Linked DNA regions of Mus musculus: all the other regions are linked to region 1. A link is a contact called in public Micro-C and promoter capture Hi-C data. All regions are on one chromosome and are shown on one strand. The core of a region is the stretch at or near the end of the contact, and the rest is flanking DNA. Distances in the headings are between cores, read along the strand shown. Region 1 holds the start of Slco2a1 (solute carrier organic anion transporter family, member 2a1). Region 2 overlaps Ryk (receptor-like tyrosine kinase). Region 3 overlaps Rab6b (RAB6B, member RAS oncogene family). Region 4 holds the start of Trf (transferrin).

The links. Promoter capture Hi-C pulls out the DNA fragments that hold promoters and counts their contacts. A called contact is a pair of places that touch in the nucleus more often than the background predicts. Capture Hi-C pulls out chosen DNA fragments and counts their contacts.
Region 2: a promoter capture Hi-C map of liver shows a contact between it and region 1. The contact joins the enhancer-like site here to the promoter of Slco2a1 in region 1. A contact is called at or near these places in 2 of 39 promoter capture datasets (liver and stem cell-derived epiblast-like cells), 2 of 115 datasets of contacts at active chromatin or transcription factors (pancreatic cancer cells and trophoblast stem cells) and 1 of 9 other capture datasets (adipose tissue).
Region 3: a Micro-C map of trophoblast stem cells shows a contact between it and region 1, with 2.6 times the contacts expected there. The contact joins the enhancer-like site here to the promoter of Slco2a1 in region 1. A contact is called at or near these places in 8 of 39 promoter capture datasets (3T3-L1-derived adipocytes, HPC-7-derived erythroid cells, cranial neural crest and 5 more), 13 of 484 Hi-C or Micro-C datasets (the C2C12 cell line, the CH12 cell line, astrocytes and 8 more), 1 of 115 datasets of contacts at active chromatin or transcription factors (embryonic stem cells) and 1 of 9 other capture datasets (pancreatic islet).
Region 4: a promoter capture Hi-C map of adipose tissue shows a contact between it and region 1. The contact joins the promoter of Trf here to the promoter of Slco2a1 in region 1. A contact is called at or near these places in 1 of 484 Hi-C or Micro-C datasets (embryonic stem cells), 2 of 115 datasets of contacts at active chromatin or transcription factors (both in embryonic stem cells) and 2 of 9 other capture datasets (adipose tissue and pancreatic islet).

What each region holds. Positions count from the first base shown.
Region 1 is chr9:103,007,057-103,009,756 of GRCm38.p6, reverse strand. It overlaps Slco2a1 (solute carrier organic anion transporter family, member 2a1), which reads right to left and starts at 1,270. Exons shown (of 14, transcript NM_033314.4): 1 at 1,042-1,270. The coding sequence starts at 1,137.
Region 2 is chr9:102,859,927-102,862,626 of GRCm38.p6, reverse strand. Ryk (receptor-like tyrosine kinase) reads right to left here. Exons shown (of 15, transcript NM_013649.3): 2 at 632-753. Among named protein-coding and RNA genes, the nearest start is that of Ryk, 26 kb to the right of the region's middle. Within about 2 kb of position 1,371, at least 52 of the 459 cell types and tissues checked have an H3K27ac peak or open chromatin away from gene starts, as enhancers often do. A contact at or near this core is called in liver and trophoblast stem cells, where this site is marked.
Region 3 is chr9:103,173,808-103,176,507 of GRCm38.p6, reverse strand. All of the region lies in intron 7 of Rab6b (RAB6B, member RAS oncogene family), which reads right to left. Among named protein-coding and RNA genes, the nearest start is that of Srprb, 27 kb to the left of the region's middle. Within about 2 kb of position 1,252, at least 15 of the 459 cell types and tissues checked have an H3K27ac peak or open chromatin away from gene starts, as enhancers often do. A contact at or near this core is called in trophoblast stem cells, where this site is marked.
Region 4 is chr9:103,229,002-103,231,701 of GRCm38.p6, reverse strand. Trf (transferrin) reads left to right here and starts at 1,416. Exons shown (of 17, transcript NM_133977.2): 1 at 1,416-1,528. The coding sequence starts at 1,486.

The DNA of each region.
Region 1 (2,700 bases), core at 21-2,520:
TCTCTTTCCGTTAGACACACATAGCCTGTTCACATTTCTCCAATCCTTCCATGTGAGGTCTGGGCACCCATTACATCTAAGGTAGGAATTGTGGGAAATAATCTCTCTGCACCATATGCTTGCCGGACCCCAGGGCGCCTGGATGTCTGACCAAGGTCGTCTAGCCCCTTCCAGGAGATACCTTCTTCAGGAACCTCTCTCCCAAATATTGTGAGGACGCAACCATTCCAGGTCCTTCAAGACCTGGGGGAAGTGGACCCTACTTTTGACCCTTACCAAAGAAGGCATTCTCATGCTAACAGCTTCCTCTTTTTTCTATTAACTCCTCATAACTCTCAGGCCACAGGCACCTCTGGTGGCCTTTCTCCATAAACCTCGAGTGCCTGCTGTTTTCTTGAGACCAGGAGAGCTGGGGAATCCTCAAAACTGCTGGGAGCTATGCAGCCAGGTAGCAATCTAATCTGCGACTCCCAACTATTGCAAAGATGAAAACCCAGGCAAGGAATGCAGGCTTCTACCATCCACTGAGACAAGGTGCCTGTGCTCTGACTTGCATCTCAGGCTGCCCACAGCCTGTTGCCCACAAGGTGCTGGCTAAACTCCTCTGCATCCCTTCTCATTAAGGAAGAGCGCATACCCACAGCAGAGACCCAACAGAATTCCCTGGAGGTGTTCTTTCTCCATGGAAGAACAGGACAGTTCCCCTTTACAAAGTTACGTCTGTTCTGATTATTACTCCCCACGAGAGCCTATGAGCATATGCGCGCAACACACACACACACACACACACACACACACACACAGAGAGAGAGAGAGAGAGAGAGAGAGAGAGAGAGAGAGAGAGAGAGAGAGAGAGGTGTCGCCCCCTCACGCTCACGCTCACGCGCCGGGCCAGGCCCCACGGATGTGGCACCGGGGACAGAGAAGGGAGCCGGGTGCAACCCAGAGCTCCCGGACTGGCCTCATCGACGTCCTAGGTTGTGTCACCCACTCTGCCGCCCTCCTGCCCCGAACACGAACACTACTCACAACACTACTCACCTTAATGTTGTTGAAGACCGAGCGGGAGCAACGTCTGGCTGGGACCGAGGAGGTGCCGCTGCCCTGGCGTGCTCCGGGCTTGGGCAGGAGCCCCATCGTGACTGAGGCGACGTCCCCTGACCGGGCCAAGGTGGTGGCGACAGGCCGGGGTCAGGTTCTGCGGGACTTGGGTGCTTCAGGCTTCAGCGGCGGTAGCCGGGCTATGGGGAGCGAGACGTGGAGACTGAGCGAGAGAGTGAGCGCCCAGAAGTTTTTATAAGTGGCAGCGATGATGAAACGCGCTCTCTCTCCTCCCTCTCTTCCTCGGGTGTCAGAGGTGCTGCTAGCCCCCGCCCAGCCGCTGTCGCCTCCCCCAGGCAGGTGTCTTGGGTCCTGGAGTCGCGGCTGCGGAAGCCCAGAGGCTCTGGGACTCGAGCTGGGTGAGCCTTGGCTGCCTATCAGGTCCTGCTGGCCAGGGTTGAGGGTTGGGGGTAGTGTGTGGGGAGATGGCGGGTCCCCGAGGAAGAGGAGACCGCGTATGGAGGAGGCAGGAGGCTGCAGGCCAGGAGAAACCTGGGGATTTAAGGTGGGCGCGGCACTGGGGAAGGGGTGGGGAGCTAGAGTGGACTCGAGGGGCACGGGGTGATGGAAGGGAGCGAGGAGTCTCTGTGGCTCTTGGGGTTGTCCAGAGCAGGGCTCTGCGTGTCTGCACTCGCTCCGCAAACCTGGGCCCTCGGTTCCGGTGATGGCTCTGAGACTCGCTGCCCAAGCTCTGTTTGTGCTGAGGACTGATTTATATTTAAACTGCTCTTTGCGCTGCAGAGGAGGGTGGGAAGGCGTAACAAGGTGGAGAGGTGGGGGCCGCCCCAGGGCTGGGCTCAAACTCACTGGACCGGAGCCAAGGTAAACTGCAGGCGCTGTCGAGTGTCAGCGGGTCTGGCCTGAAGTGCTGGGGGTTGGGACAAAAGGAAGCGCTGGTCTGACAGGGATTGCCCCAACCCTGACCTCCTCTGCGAGGCTGGAGTGAGCAAGATATTTTTTCCTCTCCTGGACTGGGACCTTAGGGAAAGAAGGTGAGCCTTTTCCAGAAAAAGACAAAATAGATCCCGCAAAAGCTCTTGAGGCAGTTCGGAGGAGGCGCCCTTCCAGCTTCCTACTCTATTGTCTTGGGCAGAACCACCTCTTCCAGCCCAGCCCAGGAAAAGATGCTGTCAATATGGAGAACAATATGGGTGAAGGATGGAGCCCACTGCTTCGTTATTTCTGAAGGCTGATGTTTTCTCAACTCTGGTCTGGTCGGTCTGGGGACTTCTTCCTACGCACTAGCAAGCGAGGCCAAGGACTCTGGACACAGCAATAATCCAGAGGCTGTTGGACAGTGGGCAACTTCTTCGTTGCTTTGTTCACCTGCAGAGAAAAGTACAGACAGACTGGCTCACTGGACCACCGTGGGACACAGGTAGTTAGAGGTGACAGTGTACACTGGACACAGAAGGCCCCATCCATGGTGGATTGTGCCTGATGCTATGTAGATTTCTTGTACCACCAGTGCTAGATCTAAGTGAGAGAGGGTTGCTTTGATGATCTGGACTTTACAGGTAAGGATGCCAGAGGGATCAATTAGAGGGACCAAAGCCACACTGCAAGGAAGTAATAGAACTAGACCCAGAACTCAGTGTT
Region 2 (2,700 bases), core at 122-2,621, 150 kb after region 1:
GAGGACATGATGCGTTCAATGCACTTTGAAACAGCTCAAGGATTCATAGGCAGGCAGGGAGGGGAGTAAAGGGTACAAACAGTATCATCTGGCAAATCTGGGAGACAAGCATGTAAGGTTCCTTGGCAGTCAGAGGTGAAGAATTCACCAATACACAAATGGCAGAAGTTGATAAGCACCCCCCTCCCCGCTTCAGTATCTATGGTTACCAGGGGGACTCAGAACAGTAAATGGGAAACTTACGTTCAAGTCACCAAGTGTGTGTGGAAGAGCCAGCCAGCTCAGCCATGCTCCTCCCCAGCCACTCACCCATCCTCCAGCCACATATGGCTTCTCTGTAACAGCAGGGTCACCATCAGATCCAACTCTCTTTTTTCCTGGGTACAGATCTCCCTGCAAAAGCCTCAAAGGACCCAGCCCTGTGATGCGCTGGTCACCCACCTGGCAGCCACCTAAATCTAAACTTTCAGAGGAGCAGGCTCAAGACTGTATCTGTCAGCTATACACCTGAAAAGACCCAGTGCTCTATACCACCACTGACCCTTCTGTGGAGAGGAAGGCCCATCCTCAGGGACAGCCCTCGCCTCTGCAGACTGGGTGACCTGTCACGTGGTCTGCCGGCAGCGCTTACCTTGGACTTTGCATGCCAAGTGAAGTGCAGGAAGTTTGTCTCACTGGGCACTAGCAGGTTAAAGGACAGAGCGTAGTGACTGATGAGGTCATTTCTCACATAGTAAAGCTCTGCATCAAGACCTAGGGGGGAAAGAAGGAAACGTAGTTAGCCATCCAAATGTCTTCCGTGTCACAGATTCTTGCAGAGGGCAGAGAGCATGCACTGACGCACAAGTGTGCGGTGCCGTGAAGCTGCGGCCTGTGTGGCATGTGAGCTGCCTTGTGAAGCAGGATGCTACAGCTTCCACAGCCCACAGAGAAACTGGCACTCAAAACCTAGCTCCCCCTCTGAGACAGCCGTGCCAGGACCACCTGAAACCACTCTGCCTTCTAGATTCGGTGCCTCTCCAAAGAGCACAGAAGAAGAAACATAAATCCTTCTCGACTGCTGGCCCACACTTCGATTCAAAAAGGAGGGAGACTACCTGCACTGAAGTTGCAGAAGGCTGTGAGCTACATGTGGGTCTGTGTTCTTAACTGCGAAGCCATCTATCCAGGCTCTGAAGAAAACCTTTAAGGACTGCCTTCGGTGGAAAATCAACCTACTGTGAAAAAGATGTCAGATAATAATGATAATAAAAACCCAAAAAACAAAAAGGAAAAGAAAACACCAGTAATGACAAAGCTAATGACTGATGCGACCAAGTCAGTGACCTTGAGTCCTGGGCACTGAGACAAAAGGGGGAAGGAGGTATTATCAGCAAGTGTTAGAGACAGGCAAAGAGCCAAAGAACGGAGAGAACAGGGGCCTGTTAACTCCCTTTAAACATGGTTACTGTTAAAGTTTAGTCCAGATGTCCCTAGTGCTCAGACAGGACAAACAGAAACTTAAATGGCACATCCATGAAGGAGGTCACCTGGATACCTCAGACCCCTCAGTACACAGAGAGAGACCAACAGCTCTGCCACAGACAGCTTATCTGTCAAAGCTCCTTCATTTCGGACCCAGATATGATAAGTCAAAAAACGAGATCTGTGTAGCACTGTTTTATGCATCATGCGCAGGGTGCCAGATACAACATGGGCGAGCTGGAAGCCTGTGCAGAAGGCTCTGCCTGCTGAAGGCAGAAAATGCTAAGGAACATGGGGGGGGGGGGGGCTGGTGTTGTTAGAGAAAGATGTAGAGGAGGCAGGAAGATGGAAAGATTGAATGGAAAAGGAAAATGAATTCAAAGAAAACATCAGTAATCACAATAATACAGTTTAAATTCATTTAAGGGGCTGGAGAGATGGCGTGGCAACTAAGAGTACTGACTTCTCTGCCAAGGGCCTGAGTTTGATTCCCAGCACCCACATGGCACCTCCCAACAATTCATTACAGTCCCAGAGATTAAACCCTCCCTGACTTCTGTGGGCACTGCACACATGAGGTGCGCGCACACACACACACACACACACACACACACACACACACGCAGGCAAAACACTTATACACATAAAAATAATAAACCTTTTACAAAAATTCACTCAAGCCTGAGATAGTTAGTCTAGAGAGATTGATTAAAACAAAGTTCAGAAATATGTCAAGTAACAAAAAGAAAAAGACTCATGAGGCAGAATGACAACACACAACTATAGCTCAAGGTGAAACGACTCAGGTAACAAAACTTACAACTGAGATCCTCTACACACAAAAGATGCAGCACTGTACCAAGCAAAGCTTCCTACACAGAAAGCAAAAGCCAAGAGCCCCAGCCACAGACTAACAGCCCCATACCCAACGGGCAGACGTACGGACAATCATAAGCCACGAAAAGCATGAAAAAGGGGAAGCGCAGCATAACCAAGTGACCGCTAAGAAGTCAGTGAGTCACCACATTAGTAGAAAAGGGAAAACAACGAAGGCGGGTGTGGTGACTCACACCAGTGACTCCAGCACAGGCAAAGTGCTGCAAGTTCAGGGGTTCAAAGTCATCCTCAGCTATTTAACAAGGTTGAGGCCAACCAGGGCAACACGAGACCCTGTTTTGAAACGAAACAGTGATGGCATATCAGATTGAAAATCTATACGGATAAAAACAGACAACA
Region 3 (2,700 bases), core at 3-2,502, 170 kb before region 1:
CTGATGTGTGTCTTCACTGACCTCCACCTATGAGATTGGAGAGCTGCCTCTTAATAAGCCCGCCTTTATACTTTTGAGTTGGCTTGAATTGGTTCATTTCGTTGGTGGAGAAACCTATTATGATTCTGAAGAATTGGGAGAAGCTGGGCCCCCAGTCCAGTGGGTCAGGCCTCAGGCCATGTGGGGACCACTTCTCTCCCTCTCTCTACTCAATGAGAGCCACTTCCCAGCCACAGCCTAACAGGTACCGGGTGCCTCTTCCAGGTTCAGGACCAAGCTAGGGATCCCCTGACAAGTCTCGGCCGAGCCAGGACAAGCCTGTCCATTCAGAGCAAAGACTCAGTCTTTGTTCCAGGCAGGCTTTGGATTCGTTTTGTTCTAGGGAGGCCTTGGATTCAGAGACGTCCTTTCCAAGGTTTCTCCACCCCACACTCTTCGATCCCAGTCTATCATATGGGTCGCTGCATCATTGGCAAGTCCGGGAGAAGACAACGCCAAGTTTAAACCCAATCTTCAGTAGCCCATGTGGTGGCGGTTATGCAATTTATCCAAGTTGGGGCTGTCTTGGACCCTAAGTTCCTCTTCATTCTGTGGCTTGGCCACAATACGCCTTGGACAGTGAGTCCAAATGGCCACCAGGAGGTACTACTGACTTAACATCCTTCATGATCTTGAAATTTTCTGCTGGCATATGGACAGATGGCCTGAGCTCCCCTATGTACAAATGTTTTGGGAACTGCACTTCCGCCCTTCTGTAGTCAGTGTTCAATGGCTCAAGTCTTGTTGGCCAAGGCTGTGACACCTCCAGACACACATTCATCTGGGGACTTGGACTACAAGACACCCTTTACCCTGGCGGGACCACTTGAATCATGGGCACACCAACCCCTTCCCCAGCCCTGTCTACTACTCCCACTCCTATAGCACCATAAGCTTGAGTCTATTGGCCAACCTTCCTCCCTATACCTGCTCCTTCCTCCTTCCTTCCTCCTTCCTACACCATTGATAACCCGCCTATTGGCTAGCCTTCTCCCTGGTACCCACCCCTTTTTCTTCCCCTCCCTCTGAGACAAAAGCCAAGGACAATTAACTTCCTCCCCCTAACTCTTGTCCCCCTTGTCCCTCCCCTCCTCTCTCCTCCCATTGTCCCTCCTCCTTCATTACCAACACAGGCTCCACCTAGGGGTCAACCCACACCCTGATCCCCATGCACTCCCTGGCTCACTTCCCCTGAACCCTCCCCTGTAGCCTCTCCTATGCAGTCTCAATACTCCAAAGCTCTTCTGCCCTCCCAGGAGGTGGCCGGAGCAGAAACAGCTGTGGGAGTTCATGTTCCTTTCTCCCTTCAAGACTTCTCCCAGACTGAAAAGTGGAGAGGCCCCTTCTCTGCCATCCCATCTGCCTATATTAAAGAGTTCTGCTTCCTTTGTCAGGACTATGACCTAACTCCACGATCTTTATGTCATTCAGGCTCTACCCTCACTCCTGAGGAACATGGACAGGTTCAGGCTGCAGGCAGACAGTATGCAGACCAGGGCCACCTAGTGGACAATACAGTCCCTGTGAGTGACACAACGGTGCTGACCACAGAGCCTAAGTGGAATTATTAGCCAGGTCACATTGACCACCGATTAGAGTACGGTCCATTGTCTCCTTCAGGGAATGGAAATGGTCTCAAATAAGATTGTTGACTTTTGGCAATCTCTGCAAAATTACACAGGAAGCTAATGAAATCCTGGCCATTAAAAAACTGGTTACAACAAACCATGGTCTACACATCTGCCTTGACCAGGCCTCCCCGGCAGGGGCTACAGTCCTGGCTACCCATTTTATTTCCCAGTCATCTTCAGATATTCGGAGGGGGCGGGGAGAGACTGAAGATAGTTCCCAAACCCCCGTACAGGAATTGGTAAAGATGGCTTTTAAGGTATTCGATGCCCAAGGGGAGGCAACTGAGTCTTCCCGACAGGCTCAGCTACAGCAAAAGGTTGCACTCCAAGCCTAAGACTTGGCAACTGACCTGAGGCCACTGGCAATCCCGCAGACCCCATCCCGTCAATGTCAACTCCAACAAGGGCCTGTTTCAAATGCGGCCAGCAAAGCCACTGATCCCACAACTGCCCCAGCCCTCAGCAACCCATGCTGTCTGCTCACTGCCCTACCACTGGAAGTCAGAATGCCCCAGTGTGGGCTTGTCCTCTGGGCCAGGTCACGAAGGTCCAGAGCCATCAGTGCAGGTAGCACAAACTCTTCCTGCCTTAGGGCTCCTCGGCCTGGCACAGGATTGATGGCACCCAGACTCGAGGGCTCCTGTCACTCTTGCAGATCCTAGGGTAATGTGCCATGACCTTCCGGGTGGACATGGGGCTACCTTCTCTGTCTTGACCTCCCACTCGGATCCCGCTGTTCCTTCATCAGTTTCTGCTATGAGGATGGATGGGATCCCCTCCTTTCATGCCGACTATGCCACTTTCCTATATCCTTGGCTGACCATTTTTTACACATTCTTTCCTAGTCATGCCTGTCTGCCCTGTGCCTTTACTTGACCACAATATCCTCAGCCACTTCTCTGAATCCCCACAACCTCTCCCCACTCTCATCTTCTTCTTCCTTTGGTTGCCTCACAGATCCCTACGCCAGACTACCCTGGATGTACTCTACCAGACCCTGTTGACCCCCAAGTATGGTATATCTCCACCC
Region 4 (2,700 bases), core at 167-2,666, 220 kb before region 1:
ATATGGAGCCTGGGATAGTACACTTGGTGATATACCCAGAGGGACATTTTCAAATGCCCATTTTTTTTTGACTTCATCATTTCAGAATCTTCCAGTCCATGTACAGGATTGAAATGCACAACTCTAGTGAGAGTTGAAACGGCGGCACGTATGGAGGGTGCAAGCGAAACGTTTCTGTGATGAATGCAGTCAAAGCAGTTTGGTGACTACTTAATCAGGGGTATCAGGATGCCAAGGAAGCCAAAGCCAACCATCAGACTGGTGGATGCTCAAAGCCAACCATCAGACTAGCACCCCAATGGAGGAGTTAGGCCAAGGACTGAAGGAGCTGAAGGGGTTTGCAAACCCATAGGAAGAACAACAATATCAACCAACCAGACACCCCCCCCCAGCTCCCAGGGACTAAACCACCAACCAAAGAGTACACATGGAAGGACCGTCCCATGGCTCCAGCTGCATATGTAGGAGAGGATGGCCTTATTAATGGCATCAATAGAAGGAGAGCCCCTTGGTCCTGTGGATGGATGCCCCAGTGTAAGGGGATGCTAGGAAGGTGAGGCAGGAGTGGGTAGATAAGTTGGGGTGGAGGGGGTGAGAGGTGGGGGAGCACCCTCATAGAAGCAGGGGAAGGGGAATGGGATAGAGCGTTTTTTTCAGAGGAGGATAACATTTGAAATGTAAATAAATAAAATAACAACAACAAAAAAAAGGAAGCATCCTCTTTATGCTTACACTGGCCCTTTGTTCTGAGCCTCACAGTTTGACCACTTCCTGGCAGTGGGAGAGAGTTTCTTGTCCCTGTGACTGTTTCTAGCCCGGATTGTCTCACCAGAAGCTCAAGGGCAGGAAGCTTTCAGCTCCAGAGCAGGCCAGGCCTGGCAGGGATAGAGGGAGGGAGAGCTGCCCCCGGACTGTTGCTGGGATCATGGCGTGCTGCCTCTCTGACCTGAGCCAAGTTTCCCAGTTAGGTTCCTTCTCCGGTTCTAGTCTGCCGTCCTAGGCAGTTTCCCTTCCGCTCAAGCCTCAGTCTCCCCCCCCGCCCCCCTATAAGGTTGATGAAGCTGTTGGCAAGTAGAAGCCCTGGCACCCGGGAGCAAGCCACTCCCGCCCAAGCAGCTGTACCATGCTGCTCCAGGCAGTGATAACAAAGAGTGGGTTCTGCTTTTAGCTTCCTTCTAAACACAGGCTTTTTGAGTGAGTGTGTGTGTGTGTGTGTGTGTGTGTGTGTGTGTGTGATTGTCGTGGTAGTGGATTCCATGCGCAGTTCTGTCCCACAGCTCAGGAAATGAGGTGATCATCAGGGCAAGAAAGGAAGGGGGTGGATGCGGGGTGATTGGGCAATTGGACTGCGCAAACACAAGAGGTCAAAGATTGCGCCCAGCCGGCCCCCTCCCTCCGTGCATAAAGGCGAGCGGGCCACGGGCAGGCGGCGCAGAAGCGGGTCGGTCTGTACTCCCCGCTCCTCGCCACACACACACCGAGAGGATGAGGCTCACCGTGGGTGCCCTGCTGGCCTGCGCTGCCCTGGGTGAGTGTGCGTGCAGGGGATGACTGGCTGGCTATGTATGCAACCCTTAGGAGCTAAAGCTGGAAGTCCCAGCTTCCAGCCCCTTGCTTCTTCTCTGTGGTATCTTCATCTTCCATAGCGTAGGAACAACGTGGATCCACATGCATCTGGGGCTCTGATTCAGTCTCTACCTTTCACTATCCTCATCACGCTGTCTCCCCTATGTCCAGTAATTTGAAGATATGGTATACGCGATGTTAGAAAACTTTTAACCAGTTTACCCAGGCGCTATCCCGGGGCCTCAGTATAGTCCAAACAGCATGGTGTGGTAGTCACAACTTCCTGAGATCTAATCCTGCTATCTCTCCTTTGTCTGATGCCTCCTTGGATGCCTTTGGCGCTGGTGGCTTAGACTAGGGTGTGGGATTTGAAGCCAGAATTCTGGGGTTCAAATCATACCTGTATTTCTCCTGCGACGGGTCTTGCTTGTTACCGCACATGCCTGGGAGGGTCAGGTGAGGGTGAGGTCACAGGTCCCAGTCCTGCATCCTGCTGACTCCTCACCAGAGGGGGGGGGGGTCTCAAAGACCCAAATGCCTGCTCCAGTTGGACTGTAGTTAGCATTTGTCACAGTGTTGGGGCTGTCTAGTTTGAGTGATTTGTCATCCCTAACAACTGTCAGCCTGAAACAGGCTTCCGTGCTTGTTAGCTCAGGACACCTTGTGTGGCTATGCACAGTGACACCGGACCAAGGTCAAAATTTACAAGTTAGACGAACTAGTTTGAAGAGGCTAGAGAGGTCGTCTATCCCTCTGGCCACGGTGAACTAAAGGGAAGGAGCTGGGGACGATCAGTCTCCCTGTTGTCCTTCCTCATCCATCCTGAGGTCCATTGGCCTCACCCACCCCGATCCATGCTTAGTGATTTGTGGGCTTGCTGAGTCAGTAAGTCAGCCCTGCTGAATTGCCCGAAAGGGAAGGGATGTGACAAGAGCTAGGAGTGCCAGGTCCCACAGACGGCATCTCTCCATCGTGTGGATTTCAGTGGTGACCCAGCTGGGGAGATGGTACAACTGGGCAGATGCTTAGCATGCAAACACCAGGACCTAAATTCAGAACCCCAGCAACCATGTAAAAAGCTGGGTACCGCAGTGCCCTGGGGAAGCAGACACAGGAAGATCCCAGGGAACCCAC